2 separate regions of the Arachis hypogaea genome follow, and region 1 is linked to region 2. A link is a contact called in public Hi-C data. All regions are on one chromosome and are shown on one strand. Each heading gives the region's core, a stretch centred on a gene start, on an enhancer-like site or on the middle of the called end of the contact. The rest is flanking DNA. Distances are from core to core; before and after follow the strand shown. Region 1 has its middle 5.9 kb from the start of LOC112758950. Region 2 holds the start of LOC112758465 (transcription factor MTB1).

What was found. Hi-C and Micro-C count contacts between places; a contact is called where the count stands out from the background.
Region 1: a contact with region 2 is called in a Hi-C map of an unstated tissue, with 4 times the contacts expected there. The contact joins the enhancer-like site here to the promoter of LOC112758465 in region 2. A contact is called at or near these places in 3 of 8 Hi-C or Micro-C datasets (leaf and an unstated tissue).

The regions. Positions count from the first base shown.
Region 1 is chr16:22,698,278-22,704,399 of arahy.Tifrunner.gnm2.J5K5, reverse strand. No RefSeq gene overlaps it. Among protein-coding and RNA genes, the nearest start is that of LOC112758950, 5.9 kb to the right of the region's middle. Within about 2 kb of position 4,704, at least 2 of the 3 cell types and tissues checked have open chromatin away from gene starts, as enhancers often do.
Region 2 is chr16:22,638,168-22,644,913 of arahy.Tifrunner.gnm2.J5K5, reverse strand. It overlaps LOC112758465 (transcription factor MTB1), which reads left to right and starts at 3,020. Exons shown (of 1, transcript XM_025807153.3): 1 at 3,020-6,097. The coding sequence starts at 3,787. The coding sequence ends at 5,778.

The sequences.
Region 1 (6,122 bases), core at 3,455-5,954, 58 kb before region 2:
TAACGCGACATCTGCCTATTCATGATAGCATTCTATTAACGTCAAGGTTGTGAAAACCGAATCGGTCAATGAACCAATAGAATTACTGGTTCAGGAATTCAGTAGTCTAACCGTGGTTCAACCGGAATTCAATCGGTTTAGTTAAATATAAAATAAAATTATAAAAAATTAATATATAATTTTTAATATTTAATTCAATAAATTTTCAACTAAATAAACACTGGAATTACAAACAGTATAAATTACATATAACAAAATAAAACTTCAGCCATAAAAAATATATCTTTAAATTCTTATGAAGTACATTATCTCAAAAAAAAAAAAGCTTGTTGTAGTTATTGGCATCAATGTACAATTTAATTTGTTAAAATCAACGAAATTATTTTAAAAAAGTTCAACAAAGTACCAGCAACCATTAACAAAAATACTCCGAAAATAATAAAAAAAGATGAATATCAAATGAAGCAGCAACCATATTTTCTTCAGTTAATCAACAGAGTTAAATAGTTAATCCAATTGAAATATTTTTTTGACAATTATAACAATTAGAATTTAATCTATCCAACTATCAGAATTCAGAATATAAAAACAGCAAATCATAATCATTATAATTAACAAAATAAAAAAATAAATTGAACTACCGATCGAATAACTCAAGAAAGAGGGAGAGCAACATAATCAAACTGTGTAATTTTCTATGGTGGCAGAGTGAGACGGCAAAGAGTCCACAGCGGCAGAAAGTAACGTTTGAACTGCGCCGTGAGCTCGACAGAGAAAGGGCAAAGACGACAAGGACAGAGACGAGTTCAGGAAGGCCGACGATGACAATGACAGAAGTGGCTTGACGACACGACGAGGACAGAAACAGCGACGAGAACAACAGCTCTCAGTAGACCTGGCAATACGAGGAGAAGGGATCCAGGAGGAAAAGAGGGGCGGCCAACGACGACGAGGACAGAGGCAAGCTTGGCGACACCACGAGGACAAAGAAGTTGAGAAGGTGACGCTACTGTTGGTGGTTGTGGCGCTGGAACTCAAAGGGGTGGTGGCGGCGTTGGAACTCAGAAGAAGAGAGAAAGTGGTATTAGGATTTTCTTCTGAGAGAAAGGGGTAGCTGGGCTTTTATTATATATTTTTTTTAACCTTTGAAAACCGTCAAAAAACCGACCAGTTTTATCAGTTTACCGGTTAATCATCGGTTCGACCAATTTTTTTAATAATTTTTTGTTGGATGGTTTTTAACATCAATCGAATCAGTTAGATGACCGGTTTTCAATTAATTCGGTCAAACCGACCAGTTCGGTTCGATTTTCAGACCATTGATTAACATCTATATATTGAAAATTATTTTAAGGAGTAACATAAGTCATACTCGCAAAATTTAAAAACTAAATAAAGACAATTAAAATTAATATACAAATTCAGAGATCAAATTGAATATTATTTTATTTCTTGTACTACAAAAACAACAAAAAATATTACGAAGGTAAAAATAAACAAACAATAAAATATCCACTTTTAGACACGCTTTCAATTAAACTAGGTTGTAACTTGTAACTGCATACGATGAGGGATGCCTTAAAATATGTATATGTTTCGTTAGAGGCAAAACCTAGGATAAACTATGTATCAAATTTTTTTATATATAAAATAAAATGGGGATGAATGGAATTGTGTGTCACTATCACGTATTTTTCTTTGTTTCTTCTTTCAACTTTCGTATACATCATCAGTTTTATTTATTTATTTATTTTAATCGTTACGAATAATGCACCGTCAGTAGATTTTTTTTATTATCAAAACTAACATGCCCCCATAATTTCTTAGGCCTTAAAGTAAGCCCACGTTAACATCAGTCCAAGAATCACAAAGAGGTGAGCTTGTGTTTTGGACCGAAAAAAATAAACTGAAATATCGACCAAAACAGTTGGGCAAGAAAAGATAGGGAAAATGATATTTGTATAAAGAAAAAAAACTTTTCTATAACAAACAAAGTTTATCATGTGTCACACATTTTTTTCTACATATCTCTCTGTAAAAGTATAACGTGTAGTGAAAAAATCCTTTGTTTACTGTTGGCAGAAAAATCAGTGTCTAAAAATAAAATACCGAAAATTTGGCCATTTCATGTTATTGACACGTGTTTAAATCCATATGTTTCCTGAATGATTTCATGTAATTTATTTGTTGAATAAAGAGAGAAGATGCAAATCCGTTGTCTGTGACTTGGACATTTTGGGAGGTGATCAAATGAACATATTTTTAGCTTAAAAAGAAAGAGAAGAAATGTTTGAATACGCTATGTTAGTATATAATACGTATAAAGTGGGTTTGATGAGAGAATGGGGGAAGGGCCCACCAGTTTGCACCAACCAACATGCAGTCTTCTCAGCACGTGAACGGTGTGACATCCTAATTTCACGGCCCAATCAACATACTTATCGGTGTGGACCATCTTCGCATAAAAGGGCAAATTTGGAACATCAAGATTGTTTTTTTCATACGTTAGACAACTTATAATCTTAGGCATTTCATCGCGAACAAATTCACACACACTCACATATCCAACACTGAAAGGTTTCATATTTTTTTTTATCGATGCCACTTTTTGAATCCGAGTACAGTATATTAAGAAGTACAAGGTTTTGTTGCTTGAGTTAAAAAAAAAAATTTAAATAGCTTTTGATAATTATTTTAAAAGGTAACGAAATCCCCACAAAAAATATATTTTTTAATTTTTTATCTTATAAAACTGATTAATTCTTATATTAATATTAACAGAGAAATTAACTAATTTTATAAAATTAAATATTAAAAATTAAAAAAATAATTTTTTAGTTTAGAATCTCATAATCTTTTAAAAAAATTACTAAAAATGAGTTGTATATTCATTAAAAAAAATCAAAAATTATTTCTTAGTGATTCAGTCCCACACGTGTAAACCTATTTTTCAGTAGTTTTTTAGTATTTTTTAATTTAATTTGATTTTTCTAATAGAATCAATAATTTATATTATAAAAAATTAGCAACGATAAATAAAGTATACTTTAATTCAAAAACTCCTGATAAAAATTATACAAAACTAAACAAAAATAACAAAAAAAAAATTTCAAAAAAAAGTTGTATGAGTAAAAATGATTAAAATTTTATATCAATAATAATGAGGAATAAAAATTTTATTAAAAAAGATAACAGTATACATTATAAAAGAATAAAAGATAAAATTGATAAAAATAAAATAAATTTTTTCAATCATTTCTCTAATCGTAACTATTGATTGCAAAAATTATAATTTATTGCTTTAAGTAAACAAAAAGTTAAAACATAGAATTACATATATATGCTTGCGTTAAAAAAAAAAAAAAAAAACCAAAAAATTGAGACTTTTCACAATTGAACGTGAGTTTTATAACTCAAACAATAAATTAAGCACACCTTTTTACCATAACATGACTAAATCATTTTGAAAACTAAAATTGACTAACTTAGTTCAATAATTTAAGAATTAATAAATACAAATTTTAATTGAAAAATATGAAAAAATATAAAAAAAATAAAAAATACTTAATTAAATTTAATTAAAAAATAATTTGTTAATAAAATATTTAGATTATCAGAACTCATTACATATTCATCTTTTAAAATATAATTTTTATAGTCCAATTTATTTATTTAGTATTAAATAGGCTAATTTAAGACAGACTTAGCCAACGAGGAGTCTTCTTCTTAACTTTGAGAAAAAAAAAATTAAGACAGACCTAAAGCTGGCTAGGCTAAAATTATTCAAGAGACCCAACCTATCTACTTAAATGGCTACGGCTATGATGGTGATTGACAATTCTGTAAACATAAGAAAAAATTGTTCACCTCAAGAAGCGAGACAACTATTTTATATTAAGGAATATTAAAGACGAATACCGATGAAAGAAAAAAACAAATATTGCCATAAATTTTACATTCTCCAACTTTGAACTTAAAATGAGCCAAGAATATATATTCCATATAAAATGAATGAGAGATAGGACTGGTAATATATATTCTACCTGCGAGTATTTAATTCGGACCAATCTATTCGGATAAGGTTGTCTATCCTACTCGCTGTGGATAGAATAGGGTAGGGTACAAATTTATTTGTGGGTAAGGTAGAGTACGGGTTTAGGGTATATTCTCCTCTACCCTATCTTATCTTACTCGCACTCCTATATATATATATATATATATAAAAGTTATGTATGTAGTGAAGAAAGTGAGTGTTAAACTCACAATCTTCTTTTTATAAAAACTTGAAATAACTACTAAGTTAGTTGATGATCATATTATTTGTAATTTTATGTTGGATTTCTTTAAGATTTTATTGTTTTTAATTTTAATTTGAACTTAATTTTTTATTTTTTATTTTATTAATATGTATAAAATTTGGAATGATTGAATTTTATATTTGTTTAAAAATTTTTTATTTTTCTGCAGGTAGGATAAGTTTAGAATTTTAAGGTGCGGATAGAGTTAAAATTGAGAGATTCTTAACTCGCATGAGTAAAATAGGATAAAATTTTTAAAAAAATTTCAATTCGCAGATAGGATTAAGATAGAATCCAAAACCTACCGTATTCTATCCATTGAGATTGGTAGATATAAATTTGTAGTGAAAAGCAGGTATTAAATAACGATGGTAAGTAGGTAACTAGTCAAACCTAGCTATGGTCCGTGGAGGTTTAGGTGGCGAGGTCCTAGTGGTACGTATGATATAGTCACATGCCTATTTAAACTCACGAGTCAGAGTCTAGCCTGAATTTTGATAAATTTCACATTTTTTATTTTATTTGGAAAGAAATTAAATACAATGTTGCGTCTGATCTATCCAAAGTCCAAACAATTCATAGCTTGGTTCCTAGTTCCTACCTCCTCCACAGCAGCCTGCCGGGTGGCAATCCTTGAAACTCCAATCCAATACAACACAAAAGAATACACCAATTTATGATGGATTTTTTTTTTAATCAAAGTAATAAGATAAAGTTTGCAGAAATCAGTTCAAATATGTGAGATTTATACTCAGTTATTAAACTCGTTTATTTTTAGTTATTTTTAAAAATAATACTAAAGAGCCAACTGTTAAATTTTTTTAAATTATTTTATTTATTTTAAATTTTAAATTACAAGTTTATAATTCTAGATTCTAAATTATAAATTTTATAAAACATTAATTATATTAACTAATTAAAAATTAATTTTCTATATTTTTTAAAATTGTTGCTTAATATAATTTTTGTTTTGGTTCAAAATAATGGTCTATTGCACGGATATATTAAATTTTCTTTTGTCTCTCAAGTAATTTTTTTAATATGTCATTTTATTCAAAAGAATAATTATATATTTGAGATAAAATTAAAGAGAGTATATATGATGTGAAATGTTTCTCAATTTTTTTTAAGAGATGAAAAAAATGTTTAATCCATAGGGAATGATATTTTTAGCTCCAAATATTTTAGCTAAATTTTAATTTTATTTCTAATGTTTGAAGCATTTTATTTTTATTCTAAACGTTTTATTTCGTCTTATTTTAACTTTTAATCAAAATTAAAAAAATTAAAAATATTATTTTTCTATTATCATTTTCTTTTACATAATAGCAAATATCATAATGGTAGTTGTTACAGTGATTGTCATAGTAATTTAAAGGTGAAAATAATAGAATAATAAGAGAAAAAAAATAATAACAAAATTTATATTTTTGAAAAAAAAATATTTATTGTTATCAGAAGACTAAAATACAACAAAATAAAATATTTATGATAAAAATAAAACGTTTCAAATGTTAAAGACAAAATCAAAGACTTAATTTAAATATTAGATAGGTCAAAATAATTTGCCTCTTCCACTTGATCTTGGTCAACCATAAAACAAGCTTGTGCTTTATATTTAGACTCTTTTTCATTATCAGAACCATTTTCAAGTCTTTCCATGCTGTCATCAGCACTTTTTTTTTGTCTTTTTTCATCTTGTCCTTCTTGTTGAGTTTAGGAAAATCATACTTGAAATGACAAGCTTTCTTGCAGTGATGACAAATAATCTTGCTGAAGTCCCTCTTGTGTTCCTTTGAGTTGGAGCCTTTACTCTTTCCTTTG
Region 2 (6,746 bases), core at 1,771-4,270:
TAATATAATCCAAATTTTAATTACTTGCAGAATTTACTTAACATATATTTTAAAAACATATAATAAAATTATCAATCAATTTTTTTTATAAAAATAGATGTCAAATTTAAATTTTTAATATTTGTCAAAATTTTGAAAACTTTTACTGAAAATGATGATATTAATATCTGTTTTTAAGTGTGCATTTAGTTGATGGATGTGTCTATCTAAAACATAGATACGGTAATATACGTTCACTGTTTAGTTAGTGAGACATAAAATTTTAAAAGATATAGAAAGACACAAAAATACACAAAGACACAAAATTTGTATATGACACTGAAGGGTAAAACACAAATATTGAGACATAAACACAATATTTTTAATATTTATTTTCCAATTATACTCCCACTTATCTTCTCCTTCCTCCCTCTCCTTTCCTCTCTTCCACTCCCAAAACATAGAGACCTCTCATCTTCTCTTCTTGCCACAAAGGCCATCGTCGCCTTTCTTCCTGTCATGTCACTAGTCTACTGCCACCTCTCCTCCTCCTTTCCTTCCCTCAAATCACTGATGCCTATTCTCTCTTGCTTTCGTCTACTTTTCTATTTGCAGATTCGTATTTTTCTGCCTTTCTTTTCTGTCACCATTTTTCTTCATTTATGCTTATTTTTTTTATAATTTAATTTTTTATTTGTTTGAATTTTGGTTAAATTTTGTTAACATAATTTTGTATTGATTTTGTTGGATTGAATTTTTTAATGATATTTGTTAGATTAAGTTTGTTATTTAGTTTTAGATTGTTAATGGTAATTTGTTGATGGTGGTAGTTTAGTTGAGATAGTAAATGTGTAATGGTGGCATTGGTAGTACTGTAGTAGTTTACAATAAGGATAATATTAAAATTTTAACAAGACTGAGATTTGTGTGTTTTGTCTTGTATTCAAATACCAAATAAGTTAAAAAAAGAGTATTTATCCATTTTGGTCTCCAAAGAATTTCAGACGAGACACTTTAGTTCCCAACTAAAATTAATTACTCGATTGGTTCCTAACAGTTAACTCCGTCAGTTAGGTCCTTTACTCCGTCAATTCTAACGGAGGATAAAATGGTCCCTAACAACTCTAACGGGGGATAAAATGGTCCCTGACCCCTTTGATCAGAAACGACACTGTTCTTCCCTAATTTTCATCATATCTCGCATAACCCTAACAATCTAACACTACAACTTCAAACTACACAATGCACACTCTACGATTTCAATGTTCACAAGAAGAAAAACCCTTAACTTGTTCTCAACCAACTCATACTCAAGAAACTAATGACTATGTCTCTCAAGTACTTGTCGTCTTCGATGAATCTCATGAATCTAGACAGCAAGTCCGATTTGTTAAGATCTGTCGTCTTCATCATCACAATCTCCCTCCTCCTCCGCCCTATCATCTCCATGGCCACATTGTCCATCCCTCCGATCGCTTCCTTCAGCTTCTTCTTTGAACCAATGTTCAGTAATCACTTCAGTTTTCATATGAGCGGTGACGTCGACATTGCTTGCTGTATTGATAGTTTGGATGTAAGGTCAAAGTTTTCTGCCAGCTTGAACTCCGAGAGAGAAGGAATGAAGCACTCAGGGTCCATTCCAAATGAGAATTTGCATGTGATGTCGAAGGAGAATCTTCTCATGATGCTCTAATGTCCAACAATCTATATTGTTTGCCAGAGAGTGGAGAAATGTGTGTCCTTGGAGTAGTTGTGGAACTTGTTATTAAGGATGTGGTGGACGTTGTCGGGGTTGGAGGTGGATACTTCTGGTGGGTGAAGTGCGGAGAAGGTGGATGTACTAGTTATAGAAATTTGGGAATTATGTGGTCCATGATATGTTGAGGTAGATGCAACACGCGTGACAGTTACACCATGACTTGATTTTGGAGTTGAAGAGGAGGATGGAGAATACGAAAAAGAAGACTGTGAAGGTAAAGAAGGAGAGTATGAATATCAGAGATAATCAAGATATGATGGAAATTGGGGGAGAACGACATCGTTTTCGAACAGAAGGAAGAGAGACCATTTTGTCATCCGTTAGAGTTGTCAGGGACTATTTTGTTCGATGGAAATTGGGGGAGAACAACATCGTTTCTGAACAGAGGGAATAGAGACCATTTTGTCCTCTGTTAGAGTTGTCAGGGACCATTTTATCCCCTGTTAGAATTGACGTAACAAAGGACCTAAGTGACTGACAGAATTAATTGTTAGGGACTAATCAAATAATTAATTTTAGTTGAGGATTAAAATGTCTGGTTCGAAATTATTTGAAGAACAAAATGGATAAATACTTTTAAAAAAAGTTATGTTTTGTTGTGTTTATATTTTTAGTGTTTGTCTTTATATGGTTTAATTATTCTATTGGTCTCTATAGTTTCATAAAATTTTCAATTAGGTCCGTATACTTTTTTTCTTTTTAATTGAGTCCCTACACAAAATTTTTTTTTTTCAATTAAGTCCTTTTTAGTAGTAATTGACTTAATTTTATAGGGATCCAACTAAAAAAAAAAAAAGAATTGGTATAGAGACCTAAATAAAAGAAAAAAAAGTGTAGGGACCCAATTAAAAAAAATTTGGTGTAAAGACTCAATTAAAAGAAAAAAAAAAGTATAAAAATCTAATTAAAAATTTTGCGAAACTATAAGGACCAACAGAATAATTAAACCTCTTTATATTTATGTTTTAAAGTATACACAAAACAAACACGTATTTGTTAATTAAATTTTTATTTTTATTTTTACAAATTTATATTAGCACGATTCTTTTAAAACATTAACTACTAGTCTACTATGTATATTTAGAGCACTGATTAATTAAACCAATATGAAAAGTAAATAGCCAGGCGAGTTTAACGTGCTGAGACAACAAATGTGTGTGTCACATTTATGGCACAGGACTTGCGTGCGAGTTATTGTTTGTGGCCACTATTAAGCACGAGTATCGTGAACTTGGTATACAATAATATTATTATAATACTTTCCTTTCGTTTGTATAATTAAATCGGTGACAGATAAGTAATTTGTGTTTTTTAAAAAATGAAATCTGGTGTTTTGTGTTGAGCAGAATATAGCAATAGTCCAATAGGTGGGAAGAGAGGCAAACAAAAACAAGGAAAAAAGCATATGATAATTGTTGCCGACTAAACTCTAATAAGTATAATAACACAAAATAACTATAGTTAAAGTCTGAACTCTAGTTTGACCCAACCATGGTTTAGGCATTTGCAGTTAGAAGTTAGGGAGCGTAACGCGTAGGGTTCATTCCTTTCTCTTTCTCTTCCTCTTCCCATTCACATTCCTTCTTTCTTCAATCTTCAATTCTCTCACACTGACCCTTCCTTTCACTCTGCTAAGAAGGAAGAAAAGCCTTTCTTTCTTCTTCGTTCTCATTCGCACAAAACACAGACTCAATATTCGTGTTGGTTTCCTTGCACTTTCTCTTTTACTCTGAAATGTCCATGTCCATATCCGTGTTCCCATGTCACCCGGTAACCCTCTCTTGTGTTCCCCTTCCACCAGCTTCTTCTTAGATTTACCTCTTTCCTTATAATTTGGGCAGAGCTGAAACTGCTCCGAGATCTGAGAGCTGAAAACCGTATTCATGAGATGGAAGCAGAAAGAAAACCGGATTTATCTGATTGGGTGGGTGTGTAGAGGCCGGGGCTGGATCCAGGGATTTTGAGGATTAATATTAGATTTCGTTTTTAGGGATTTACAATTTTATTATTATTTTTGAAGAACAAGTGTTGTGTTGGGAGCGAAGAACATGGAGGTGGGGATGGGGCGCGTGGTGTGGGACGACGACGATAAAGCCACGGTAGCGGCGGTTTTGGGAGCACGCGCTTTGGATTTCTTGGTGACAAACGCGGTATCCAATGAGAACCTGTTAGTGGCAGTTGGGAGCGACGAGACTCTCCAGAACAAGCTTTCCGATCTGGTGGACCGTCCCAACCTCTCGAATTTCAGTTGGAACTACGCCATTTTCTGGCAGTTATCTCAGTCCAAATCCGGCGACTGGGTTCTCGGATGGGGCGACGGTTCCTGCAGGGAGCCCAACGATGCCGAAGAAGGCGGCGGAGGTGGTGTTAGGGGAGGGATTCTGAGTCTCCGAATCGACGACGAGATGCAGCAGAGGATGAGGAAGAGGGTCTTGCAGAAGCTACACACTACGTTCGGTGGCTCCGACGAGGACAATTACGCTTTTGGCCTCGACCGCGTGACGGACACGGAGATGTTCTTTCTTGCTTCCATGTACTTCTCGTTTCCCCGCGGCCACGGTGGCCCAGGTAAGTGCTTTGCGTCCGGGAAGCACCTGTGGCTCTCGGACGCCATGAAATCCAACTCTGAATACTGCGTGCGCTCTTTCTTGGCTAAAAACGCTGGCTTTCAGACTATTATTTTGGTTCCTACCGATTTGGGAGTGTTGGAGTTGGGTTCAGTGAGGACTCTGCCGGAGAATTTTGAGCTCTTGCAGGCCATCAAATCGGTGTTTTCGTCTCAGGCTACAACCACCTACCCCATGGCTAATAGTAAGCCTCTTATGCCATTGACGGTGATGAGTGAAAAGAGGGATGAGAATAATAGTGCTCTTTTTCCTGGTTTGGTAATCGGGGACCATACTCACCAGAACAATAACAAGGTTGTTGAGGGAGTGCCAAAGGTTTTTGGAAGCGCTGTGAATTCTGGTAGGTCCCATTTCAGGGAGAAGCTTGCTGTTAGGAAGATGGAGGAGAGGCCTTGGGTACCCCACCACCAACCCAATGGGAATAATAATGCCAATGCCAATGCCATTAACTTCCCCAATGGTCCTCCTCGCAATGGTCTTCATCACGGGTCTGCTTGGGTTGGTGGAGCAGCAGCAGTAGGAGGAGGGAATAATAATAATAGTAACTGTAATAATCATACTCAAGGTGGTGTGAGGCAGGCTGCTGCTGGTGGCGCTGCTGAGATTTTCGCTCCTAGGTCGTCAGCGAGCAATGTGTCTGCCGAGTTGGCCAATGGTGGTGTGAGGCCGCAGGATTTTAGGATTAGCAGCTATCAACCCCAAAGGCAGGTGCAAATGCAGATTGATTTCTCCGGAGCCACTTCCAGACCTTCTGTGAGGCCTGTGGTTGCTGAGTCGGAGCTTTCTGATGTTGAGGCCTCGTGCAAGGAGGAGCAGCCAAGCATGGCTGACGAAAGAAGGCCCAGGAAGCGGGGAAGGAAGCCTGCTAATGGTAGGGAGGAACCCCTCAATCACGTGGAAGCTGAGAGGCAGAGGCGCGAGAAGCTCAACCAGAGGTTCTATGCGCTGCGGTCTGTGGTGCCCAATATATCCAAGATGGACAAGGCGTCATTGCTTGGTGATGCCATTGCCTACATCAATGAGCTCCAAGCAAAGCTCAAGATGATGGAATCTGAGAGGGAGAGACATGGAGGAAGCACATCTTTTAGGGAGCCGGAGGCAATGCAAAGAGCGTCAGAAAATCACCATGGTGGTGGAAATGCTGATGTGGATATTGAAGCAGCACAGGATGAGGTGATTGTTAGGGTGAGTTGCCCTCTTGATTCTCATCCGGTTTCAAGAGTGATCCAAACATTCAAAGAGGCACAAATCAATGTTATTGATTCAAAACTCGCAGCTGCAAATGACACCATATTTCACACCTTTGTAATTAAGTCCCAACAAGGATGTGAACAGCTCACAAAGGACATGTTGATTGCAGCACTCTCCCCAGAATCCAATTCTTTACAGCAATTGTCATCTGTTGGTGGGTAGCGCAAAGGATCAAGAGAGTTGCAATTAACATAGTTTATAGGCAATGATTCATAGTCTAAAGAGCTTCCTCAGAAATTTTGTTATACTGTTGGGGGATCTAAAAAGAGAAGCATTTGGAACTAGGGTAGTAGAATAATAGTTCCTATTAACTGTGTAGGACAACCTATTTATTAATGTTTGTTTATAGTATACACAGTTTATCATAAGTATTATTCCTGCAATTGTCAAATTGTTTTTGGTTTTTGGTTGTCTAGTTTAATGATCATAGGGTTTATTTTTTCTGTCTTCTTTTTTCTTATATCCCATATGCCTTCTCAAATCTCAAGTTCGTATTCTTTCTTTCTTGTATTCTATCAATTTCTGTGCATAAGAGGAAAGTAGTGATTAGTTATGTTTTTGTCACCTATAGAGAGAATCCTGTCTATAAAAATTTTTATATTGTAATTAAAAGTTGTAGCATTATTATTATATTATTACCTTGGTTTTCATGTTTAGGCCTTATGAAACATTGCAGTATATATAGTCTTGCTCTTTAATTTTGTTGGACCTGGATGCTCCATACTATGATTTGTTACGTTTATATACATTTTTGCCTTGGATATGGTATTCTCATTTAATAACTATGATTATCCAACCAACAAAGAAGCTAAAATGTTTTTTATTTCCTTGTGGACATGTATAATTCTTGTAAATAATGCTGTCAGCCACTCTTCATACTCATTTCAATAGTTCTTTATGGTTAAAAGGGAATAGCTTCATCTCATGTTGCCTTCATTTTATCCCCCTAAAAAAACCCACAACTTATCCATAGTTTTTCTACTTGCTTGTAAAAGGAATGAAAAAAGGAAAAAGAAAATGACGGGTGTTGCATTTTGTTTCGCTAGTCTAGAAGTCAAAATATGGCAACACTCTTCTGCACAGAACATCCTTGTTTTTTTCGCATCAACTAAATAGAGGAGCCGAAAAAG